2 separate regions of the Sus scrofa genome follow, and region 1 is linked to region 2. Evidence: chromatin contacts called from public Hi-C data. All regions are on one chromosome and are shown on one strand. The core of a region is the stretch at or near the end of the contact, and the rest is flanking DNA. Distances in the headings are between cores, read along the strand shown.

What was found. A called contact is a pair of places that touch in the nucleus more often than the background predicts.
Region 1: a Hi-C map of liver shows a contact between it and region 2, with 7 times the contacts expected there. The contact joins the promoter of NID1 here to the promoter of LGALS8 in region 2. A contact is called at or near these places in 1 of 5 promoter capture datasets (liver) and 3 of 47 Hi-C or Micro-C datasets (all in liver).

Annotation. Positions count from the first base shown.
Region 1 is chr14:55,237,367-55,243,374 of Sscrofa11.1, forward strand. It overlaps NID1 (nidogen-1), which reads left to right and starts at 1,961. Exons shown (of 20, transcript XM_021073758.1): 1 at 1,961-2,610. The coding sequence starts at 2,386.
Region 2 is chr14:54,885,857-54,891,103 of Sscrofa11.1, forward strand. It overlaps LGALS8 (galectin 8), which reads right to left and starts at 3,215. Exons shown (of 9, transcript NM_001142827.1): 1 at 3,171-3,215. The coding sequence starts at 3,215.

The DNA of each region.
Region 1 (6,008 bases), core at 711-3,210, 350 kb after region 2:
CTTAATCCACTGAGTGAGGCCAGGGATCAAACCCTAATGGATACTAGTCGGGTTCATTACCACTGAGCCACAACAGGAACTCCCAATAATGACAGCTTTACTACTAGCCAAGTACTTAACGTTGTGCTCAGCTCTGTGCTAGGAGTATTTCATGGATCGTCTTAATTCTCATAACAATCCTTTGACTGTAGAAAGGAACAGCCCTTGCAAATGAGGAGGTCATAGAAACCTGCCCAGGTTCACAGGGTGAGTAGTAAAAGCAGAGCCCAGGCCTCAGCCAGCCTGGACTCCAGGCTACTGTGAACAGGCTATGTGGGGAACTGCTCTTGCTTCTGCATTAGCTGAGTAAAGTTCCATGGACCAATAGGAGTTTCAGAAGCCATCTGAGTACTAAAAAGGCAGAGAATTCGTGAGAGGGGTGAGAGCATTCCAGGACAGGCAATGGCTTCTGAGATGGCTCTGCTGTCAAGCAGAGGGTAGGAAGGAGGGGAGTGTCTGGGTGCAGGCGGGAGGAAACTGGCTGAGCACACACTGGAGCCCTGGGAGCCATGCAGGTGAGCAGAGAGGAGCAGATGTGCCTCTGCAGGGAGTTCTCTCTGTGGAAAAGGGCAGAGCTGGAGCCCAGAAACTCAGAGACAGACAGTGCAGCAGCTGAGGATACTTAACCGCACGGACTAGAGTCAAGAAGTGCTTCTGGAGCTGAACGGAGGAGGCTCTGAGCGAAGCAGTTCTGGGAGAGAAATGAAGGAAAAGCCACCGGATTTTGCAGCAGATTGCAGGCAGCATTAGTCACTCTTTAACATCAAAAGAAAGAAATGTAGCAATACTGAGGCTACCATGTAGTGGCTAAGGTCATCTTAGAGCTGGACCACCCTGGGTCCCATGCAGGCTTCCAGCTATGTGACTGTAGCAAAGTGATTTAACCTCTCTGGGCCTCTCTGTCCCTCTTCTATAAATGGGGGATGGCTTTGTGATTGCAAAACGATGGTGCATTTCACTGGCTTTTTCTTCACATTTTCTCCTGGTTCAGGACTCCTGCTCCCTAAATATTATAGAGAATTTGCTATTATTAGAAAAATTATCCCAAACTGGGTCCCAGGCCCTTAATTTTAGCTGGTGAGAGGCAACGGAGGATACCCTGTTGATGCCTCCAAGTTAACAGGTCTGACATCAAACACCTATCCAAACTCTCAAAGTTGCAGCTCCCATTCCCCAACTTTAAAAGGCAGGAGAGGTTGTGCAATCCTCCAGGTTCAAAACTTTCCAGCCAGTTTAAACTTTCCTCCTTTCCCCTTCATTTCTTCCCAGTTTCCACCTTTTCTTTCCTCACTACTTTTTTTTCCCCTCTCAATGGTCCTCTGATGACCTCTGCCTCTTCTTTCAACCCACCGCTAAGTTAATGATCAACCCATTATTCAGGACACCACTTACATCACCTATCTTCCTTTGTCAAGAACACTCCCGCCAGTGTTAGAAGAGATCAGGTTCCTAGGTTTGATAGTAAAGGATTTACTTCAAACAGGACTCCTTCCCCCAAATTCTCAAGTGAGAGATGGCCCCTTGAATCCACCCAGAGCTCACGCCCTCCAGCTTCCAGAAAGTTCCTTCCCCAGACCCCTGGTGGAACTCTATCCCTTCCAGAAGACCTGGTTTGATTCCCATATCCCCAAAGTCGCTCTCCTGGACCAATTATTCCAGTCCTAATGGCACGTAGGGAGCACACCCCACATAACATTGAATAATGTCATACACTCAAGACTTTGTCTCTGCGTGTTGGCTCCTATTTCTGGCCGAACTTCCACTCAAGAGTTAAGAGAACGGATGGACGAGTAAATGGCCCTGCTCCCTTCTTGCTAATCCTCAGCACCCACTATCCCCTCTTCCTACCAGAGTCTGACCATGTGAGGGGAATCCGACCTCCGGACGCCGCCAAGCAGCGTGTCCCCGAATCCAGAGCATTTCCATGTTGCCGGGTCCCCATGACTTAGCCCAGACCCGAAGACAATGGTGAAGAGCTCAGCGCTCTGCTCCCACCTCCGGGAGGGGCCGTTCGATGGGAACTGGGTTAGTTTCAGGAACCGCGGCCACCAGTGCCCATTACCCCGCCGTGAACGAGGGCGCTTCAGCCACAACGGCGAGGGGATTCTGTGTCTCCCCTCGCCCTCCCCCTCACGGCCATTGGGTAGCCTCTGCTGCGCGCCCTGTGGACGGGGCGGGGCGCCTCTCCATCTCCCCTCGGTTCCCCTCCCCTCCCCTATTTCCCGGGGTGGGAACTTCGGGAGACCGGAGGCGTGGAGGGGTTGCTGAGGGGCGTCCGGTTACATCTCCGCCTTCCTCAGCCTCCGGCCGCCGACCCCTTGGTTTGCGGGACAGCAGTCCGGCAACATGTTGGCCGCAATCCGCTGGAGCCAGGCTGCGTGGACGCTGGCGCTGCTGCTGCAGCTGCTGCTGGCGGGGCCCGGGGGCTGCCTGAGCCACCAGGAGCTCTTTCCCTTCGGTCCGGGACACGGGGACCTGGAGCTGGAGGCCGGGGACGACCTCGTCTCCCCAGCCCTGGAGCTGAGCACAGCGCTCCGCTTCTTCGACAAATCCAACATCCACTCGATCTACGTGAGTGCGACCCCGGGCGGGAGGTGGGAGCAATCTGGGGGGAGAGCGTGGAAGGCTGAAGCGGCGTCGGAAGGAAGGCCCAGGCGGGCTGGGGGCGCCAACGAAGCCGGACGGACGTGGGCGTCGTGGGCGGGGACCGCGCGACCAGCTAGCCTCTGGGGCGCGGGGTGCGGCGCTCGGTTTCCAAGCCCCCGTGGGCTTTCCGCCTCCGCCGGGCCTCCGACGCCTCCCCGCAGCCTGTTCGCTGTCGCGAGAGGGGCACTCCGGTCTGGGGAGCTCGCCCCGTCGGCGCCACCCCGTGTGCGCCCTGTCTCACTCCAGGACCCCGCGACCCCACACTCTGGGACCCGGGCGGAATTTCCTCTCCCGCGGCTGTGGGCAGCTGCGCCCGCTGGGAAGCCCGTCCGCGTCTTGTCTTTGCCTTCTGCCTTTGAAGGAAAGGAGATGGTCTGGTTGGGACCAGGCGTGGGGCAAAGGCCAGAGCTAGGTCGCAGCTGGCGCGCGGGCCCTGGGACTCCAGTAGGTGCTGGGGCAGGAAAAGACCGCCAAAGCCGGCTCTCCGCCCCCGGGGAATTTAACCGACAGCCCGTGCATTTGTGTATGTGGACTCCGGATATGTCTTGGCAATGATTCTGCTCTCTGGTTGAGTTTTTTTTCACTCCAAAGTTCAGGGCTGGGAAAGCAGAGCGCCCTGGTGATCCAATTTCCTGTAGCCCAGCACTGTCACCATGGGGGCCCCAGAAGGGGAGCGGGCCTGAGCCTTTTCGCTCTCTGGAGCCTTCTAACTGGCAGAGCCTGGGTACGCTGTCAGCTTGGTAAAGTCCTTTCGTGCCATTGCCTTCCGCCGCTGCACACCATGTGGATTTCATATAAAGCTGTGTGCATTCCAGAAGTGGGGGGAACAGCACCATCAGCGGCTGGAGCCTGTCCTACCCATGAAATGGCTGTACTGGTCTTTTGGCTGGGGCGACTGCGCCCGGGACCCACCCACGTGGAGCTGGAAGAAGAATGCGTCCTTTAAAGTCTCCACCCACAGAGTCTCCAATCCCCGTGTGGGTTGACTGACGCTGAGCTCCTTGCGCACGCAGCCTGCTGAAACCTAAGACCCCGTCATAGGTTGTTTTTTTGTTTTTGTTTTTTGTTTTTTTGGTTTTTTTGGTTTTGGCCGCATCGAAGGCATGCGGAAGTTCCCAGGACAGGGATCCAACCTGAGCTACAGCAGTGACAACGGAATCCTTAACCGCTAGGCCACCAGGGAACTCCCGTGGTAGGTTTTTAAATGCATTAAAAAAAAAAAAAGAAAAAACCCCCACAGGACTGGGAGTTCCCGTTGTGGCTCAGTAGAAACAAACCCTAGTAGTATCGATGCCTAGTATTCATGAGGATGTGGGCGATCCCTGGCCCCATCCAGTGGGTTAAGGATCTGGCGTTGCTGGGAGCTACAGGTGTAGGTCGCAAACGCAGCTCAGATTTGGTGTTGCTGTGGAGTAGGCCCGTAGCTGTAGCTCCGATTGGACCCCTAACCTGGAAACTTCCATATGCCGCACCTGTAGCCTTAAACAAACAAACCCCATAGGACTGCTGAGGAAATCAGTTATGTTGAAATACAAATTAAAATATTTTTTAAAAATTGCAGGAAGCAATTAATATATGCTTATTTTTAACCATATTAAATAGCAAGGTGTAGCAGTGGATCCAGTGGTGGGTCAGCTAGTAACAGAACTTTCAAGGTCATGAGGACTGTAAATAATATTGAGACCCTTGCAGTGGTTAAATGTGATAGAATATCTGTGACTTCTATTAGTGGCAAGGTCATTAAGTGTTAATACTACTGTGTTTTGGTGCCTACATTCATAATGGAAGGAAATGCTAAATATCAGTTAGGGGTTACTGAAAATAAAAGCGACATTTCTTTTTCCCTCTAGGGTAACAGACCCACTGACTTCTATTCAGACACCCCTCTGGGGGGGGTCATTGGCCCCCAAGCTCAGAGCTCTTATGATAAATTTGTGATCTTCTGCCTTCATTTACTTGTGGCATCAGACTGACCACATTATACTCTAAAGACCTAGAGAATCTACTGCTAAAAAGTGATTCCTGTCCATGCACACCTCTGAGCCTTTTTTTTTTTTTAAATGGCTGCACCTGTGGCATATGAAAGTTCCTTCGTCAGGGGCTAAATCAGAGCTGCAACTGGGGCACAACACTGGATCTGAGCCGCATCTACAACACTGCTTTCAGTGGCACTGAATCCTTAACCCACTGAGCCCCAACAGAAACTGCCAACTGCATCTTTTTATTTTATTTATTTTTTTATTTTAATTTTTTTGTCTTTTTGTCTTTTCTAGGGCTGCACCCGTGGCATATGGAGGTTCCCAGACTAGGGGTCTAATCAGAGCTGTTGCTGCTGGCCTACACCATAGCCACAGCAACGCCACATCCAAGCCATACCTGCGACCTACACCACAGCTCATGGCAATGCCAGATCCTTAACCCACTGAGTAAGGCCAGGGATCAAACCCGCAACCTCATGGTTCCTAGTCAGACTCGTTTCTGCTGTGCCACGACGGGAACTCCTTTTATTTCTTTATTTATTATTTATTTTTTGGCTGTACCTGGGGCATGTGGAAGTTCCCAGGCCAGGGATCGAACCTGAGCCACCGTTGTAGCCAGAGCCACAGCAGTAACAACATCAGATCCTTAACCCACTGAGCCACAAGGGAACTCCCTCCAACTGCATCTTATTTCTGTGTCTCAGATTGGGTTCCCAGAAAGGATTCTGGGGTGGAGATCAGCAAGCAGGTTATTTCATTAGGGTGATCACCTCCTATCCACACCTGTGGAAGGAAAGGCAATGAAGAAGGGTTGAATGGAGGGGGAAGCTGAACTGCACCAAAGGCCAGCAAGGGTGTCAACCAGCCCCCTGGGAGCTCTGGAGGTGGAATGACCTTTCAGAGCTGTCTTAAGTCTCCTGAAAGGGCTGGGCCTCTGTGTCCTTCCAGTGACCAGTGGTTAGATAAGGGCTGCTCTAGAAGGAGGTGTGACCCTCAGGAGAGGCACTTTTTCCCAGGGAGGCAGTCATCAAAGAGGGCTGACAGCTGGAGGCTGCATTCCCAGGAGCTGAAGGGGGAACTAGTGACACGGCACAGCATCCACCACTCTCTGCAGCTGTGTAGATGCTCTTTTGAGCTGAGGGAGACCCTCACCTGGCCCTGAGTGAAGGGAGAATTGACAGGTTGTGTGAGGATGATCTAGGTTTGTGCTGTCCTGGGCACTAGATTGGGAAAATGAAAAGAAACTCACTGAGGGGCGTTCCTGTTGTAGCTCAGTGGGTTGAGGACTCAGCTAAGGAGTTCCTGTTGTGGCACAGTGGAAATGAGTCTGACTAGTATCCATGA
Region 2 (5,247 bases), core at 1,965-4,464:
GACAAGAAAGAAATTGAGAGTAATTGACAGAACACTGTAAATCAACTATAATAAATTTCTTTAAAAAGAATAAGAAACTCAGAGTCCCTGTCGTGGTACAGTGGAAACGAATCCAACTAGGAATCATTAGGTTGCGGGTTCAATCCCTGGCCTCGCTCAGTGGGTTAAGGATCTGGCGTTGCCGTGAGCTGTGGTATAGGTTGCAGACACGGCTCCGATCCTTCATTGCTGTGGCTGTGGTGTAGGCTGGAAGCTGTAGCTCCGATTTGTCCCCTAGCCTGGGAACCTCCATGTGCCACAAGGGCGTCCCTAGAAAAGCAAAAGAGAAAAGAAACTGGAAAAAATAAAAAATAAAAGAAATTAAGAGAGTAAAAGATCAGAGGGCAAAGCCATGGTGAGGAAATCAGGACAGCAGAAATCAAGTCTCTCAGGAAGGAGATCAACAAAGGAAGAGCAAGGGAACAAAGGCAGGAAAGAACCTCAGAGGCTAAAAAAGAAAGCTTTTTATTATTTTGTGTTTTAAGATTAAACTGCAAGGTAGAAAGGGAAGTACTTAGGACACTAAGGAGAAAGGATAAATGTGGAGGTAAGATGCCTAAGGAAACTGGAATGATGAGCTTTTCAGCACCAGGTGGGATTAATGTTAAGTGGTTTATTAACTTGGAGTGACAACCAATCTGTTTAATTTCTAAGTAACTTTTCAACTAGCTAACACCTAACCATATCTTAAGAACTCTATAAACAACAATAATAAAATATTTAAGTAGAAGGAGTTCCTGCTGCTGCTCAGCAGGTTAGGAACCTGACTGGTATTCATGAGGATGTGGGTTCCCTCCCTGAGCTCCTCGGTTGAGGAACCCAAGTGGCCACAAGCTGCAGCATAGGTTACAGATACAGCTCAGATCCCAAGTGACTGTGGCTGTGGTGTAGGCCAGCAGCTGCAGCTTCAATTTGACCCCTGGTCTGGGAGCTTCCATATGCTGCAGGTGAGGCCCTAAAAAGCAAAAACAAAAAACTGTAAGTAGATACTGAGTTGCCAAACAAGAGGTTTCACTGAAAGTATTTCTGGTATGATGAAAATTACTGACTAACTTTAAATGGAAAGAGAAGTGAACCTGACTTTTTTAAGTCTTGGAATTCTATCAGCTGAACTAGTCAATGAAATATACTAAAAATGAAAAAAATTACACAGGCCAGTTATACACTCTATATTTTTCAAGAATTCATATGGACAGAATCTGTCTACCACCAATGTGGACCAAAACTTCACAAACATTAAGAAATTAAAATAAAAAGGTAGCAGTTCTGTCTTCATAAGGCTTAGTAAAACTATAGTAGAAACTCAACACTTCCTTGTTGTTAGAACTGATCACTAAGAAAATAGCCACAATGCAAAAAAAAAAATTTACTCTGGAAATGTGGTATCATGACCTGTCCCCAGTGCAGCAGAGGCCACTGGGAGCCCTAAGTGCAGCTGCTGGTCTAAAGCAGCACTACCCCTCAGTTCCCCTTTCTCGGGAAATGAAGCGCTGGCTTATTTTTGTTTCAAGTCTGTAGCTGAAGGTGCTAACCCCGGAAATTACCAGTTCATCATTATACAGGGATATGCAGGTATTTAATCTATAAAATTATTTTCTAATAACATTCAAATAAGGCATCTCTGTGATGAAGACCAGAACTGAAAGTATAACCTGACCATCCATTCCTCCTGGCTTGAGCCAAGATTACACTTCAGTAACCCTTGACAGGCAGCATTTAGGAAAAGGAGAAAGAGAAAAACAAAAACAAAAACAAAACAGCTTTGGAGGAATTCCCACTGTGGCTCAGTGGTAATGAACCCAACTAGTATCCATGAGGATATAGGTTCCATCCACGGCCTCACTCAGTGGGTTAAGCATCCGGCGTTGCCATGAGCTGTGGTGTAGGTCACAGACATGGCTTGGATCTGGTGTGGCTGTGGCTGTGGTGTAGGCCGGCAGCTGCAGCTCCAATTCAACTCCTAGTCTGGGAACTTCCATGTGCTCAGAGTGCAGCCCTAAAAAGACAAAAACAAAACAAAACAAAAAAACAAAAAAAAAAACAACTTTGGAGAAAGTCAGTCTACAATATGAAGTTTTTAACCTTGGATGCACAACATCATTTTAAATGTCCTGCTGACTTCAAATCCAGCAAGTTTTCCTTTTTAAACCTACTATGACTAAAGGCTATTTTTTCTAAAACAGACATTGCTTTATATGGCGGTTGTACCTCATTCTTACACAATGGCATTAACCCCTAGGGAAAAAAAAGGGCTGCAGCTACAAAGCAAACAACAGAAACCTGAACCCACTTACTTACACTAATAGGACTGGTTGAAGGCCTTACTTGAAGGATTCTTACCAAGAATCTCCTAGAGGGTTACCAAAAAAAAGCAACTCCATCTCAGACTTAAGTTCAGCTTCAGACACATGGAAATGAAACATCTCTAAAGATTCTCACACTACATGAAACTAAAACAAGTTTGTTACTTCCCAGGAAATACACTGAAATTTCCAGCAATTACATTCAGGGTGCCTGGAACAAGACTGCTAATTTTTTTCATTCTCCACCTCACTAGTTTTTGACATTCTCTGCTCAGGTACCACGAGGTATTTGAGGGGCAGGGAGAAAAGCTGAGATGTTAACTTCTCACAAACAGGTCTAATTTTAAAAGAAAAATTAAAACTTGTAGAGTAAGAAATCCATTTTCCTTTGAAAATTATGTCTTGGGATGTTCTGAACCTTCCCACCACCACCACAGCCAAGTTCCCTCCATCTGTATGCCCATGCTCTCCATTCATAACATATGACCCTCGAACAACACAGGTTTGAACTGTGCGGGTCTGAATCCACTCACGCTTGGATTTTTTTTTTTTTTCTTCCAGTAAACACGCACTATCTGATGCGCAGTTGGCTGACTCCCCAGATGCAGAAAGGCGTGTTCTGGGGCAATCTGACTTGAGCATCCAGGGGCTCCAAGGGCTGTATCTGTTGGACAGGGCCCACCAGAGTCCCTATCACATGGCAGATACACCACTTAACATTTACTGAATTTTACTCTTGCCCTCCCCACCCCAGCAATGGATAATTACTATCCAAATGGATTTGTTCTCAACCCTGGCACAGGCAAAAAGTTTATAGAAATCAGTTACCGGGTTGTAGATGACATTTTGCAGATTATTTAAGGACAACGTCATTCTTTTCCACCTTTTTGTTGACCGGGGTCTCTCTTCTGGGTATGGCCTAAGATTTTAAACAGGTTTCATTTAAAGAATTTCCAGATTGAAACTGAGGCACTTGCCCTGTGTAAAATCAAAATAAGAGGGAAAGAAAAATAAGTGTGCATTATTTTTCTTCACAACTTTTTAAAATATATAAATTATTTTACTAATATTTACCAAATAACCAGATGGTATTACAATCAAAGATCTGACTGAAATTCTTATCCCATGTATTTTACTAAATAATTTTGCATTATAATTCCAGGAAATACTGATTTTAAAAGTACATCAGTAGAAAATTTCTAACTTGAAAATTTTATTAAAAATACTTATTGTTGAGAGTTCCCACTGTGGCTCAGCGGGTTAAGAACATGACTAGTACCCAAAAGGATGTGGGTTCTATCCCTGCCTCGATGAGTGGGTTAAGATCACAGCGTAGGTCGCATATGCAGCTGTGGCATAGGCTGGCAGCTACAACTCTGGTTCAACTCTTAGCCTGGGAACTTCCATATACTGCAGGTACAGCCCTAAAAAAGAAACAAACAAACAAACAAACAAAAACTTATTAAGAATACTAGAAGTTCCCTGGTGGTGCAGTGGGTTAAGGACCTGGCGGTCACTGCTGTGACATGAGTTTAATCCCTGGTCCAAGAACTTCTGCATGCCACAGGTACAGACCAAAACAAACAAAAAACAAAAAACCTAAAACAAAATAATAGCAAATACTCCTATACAACTATCAGAGAGGTTCATTTAACTTTTCTTACCTGTAAAATAAGAATAATAATAGCATTCACCTCATAGGTTTGTTCTGAGGGTTTACATTACTTAATAAAACATTGGAACAGTACATGCTAAGTTTTATCTACTGTTATTTAGTAGAAGGGGTTGCTTTACCTCCTCCAAATTAAACAAGTCAAAAGAAAAAAAATTCGATGCCTCAAATATTAATGAGATAGTTTTCCCTGTAGCAAAAAAAAAGTATCCATCAGTACTACATTTAAACCACGGAAGACTCGATGACTAAGCAGAACTAAGAGAGAAACGAAACTAAAGCTTCCAACATTTTCCTTCCACCAATTCTGTCATCAAAGTTCAATACACACTGACCAAATCTATTACTTTGCCTCTGTTAAGAAAAAACTGAATCTCCAACACTGGATGTAACATAAGCTGAGTAACCGGTTAAGCCATGTTACACAGCAAGAGAGATTTTGCAGGTGTAATTAAAGGATACCAACCAGCTGATGTCGATAGGGATTGTCCTGGATTATCCGGTGGACCCAATGTAATTACACAAGCCCTTAATAAAGAAAGAAGCCAGAGAAGTGTGATAGAAGAGGAAATCAGAGATTTGAAGCACGAAAAGAATTTAACACACTACTGCTGGCATCTGAGATGGCGTGTAGGTGGGCAGACTAGGAAACTGTAACGAAATGAACTCTGGAGACAAACTCAAGTATCCTGGAAGTGGATTCTTCCCCAGAAAATACAGCCCAAACCGGATAACACCTGAATTTCAGCTTGTGACCCCCTAATCAGAGTACTTGGCCTGGTCTAAGATCTGTAAGAAAAATAAATGGGTGTAGTCAAAACATCAAGAGCTATGCCCTAAAAATATACATTTTCTATTTGTTAAATAAACTTCATTAAAGCTAAGAAAGGAAGAAGGTAGGGAGGGAGGGGAAGAGGAAGGAAAAAGGGAGGGAGGGAGGCAAAGAGGAAGAGAAAGAAGCAAACGCTGCACCCCTCTTGGTTTATATATGTAACTCCCACCTATTAACTTACACGTTGGTCAAAACCTCCAAACTGTTGTTTGTGCTCCGCCAAACTCAGGAAACATCAACAAGAGCAAAAGAAAAGGATACAGAGATGCCATGGCCACAAGCCTAATTTACGTCGTGAACAGGGAGCGACCCAATTTAAACCATAGGCTCAGGTAAAACCGATCATTCCTTGAAATAAACACAGGCACAGGACTGCGGTAATCAACCAGAAGCCATCCCGA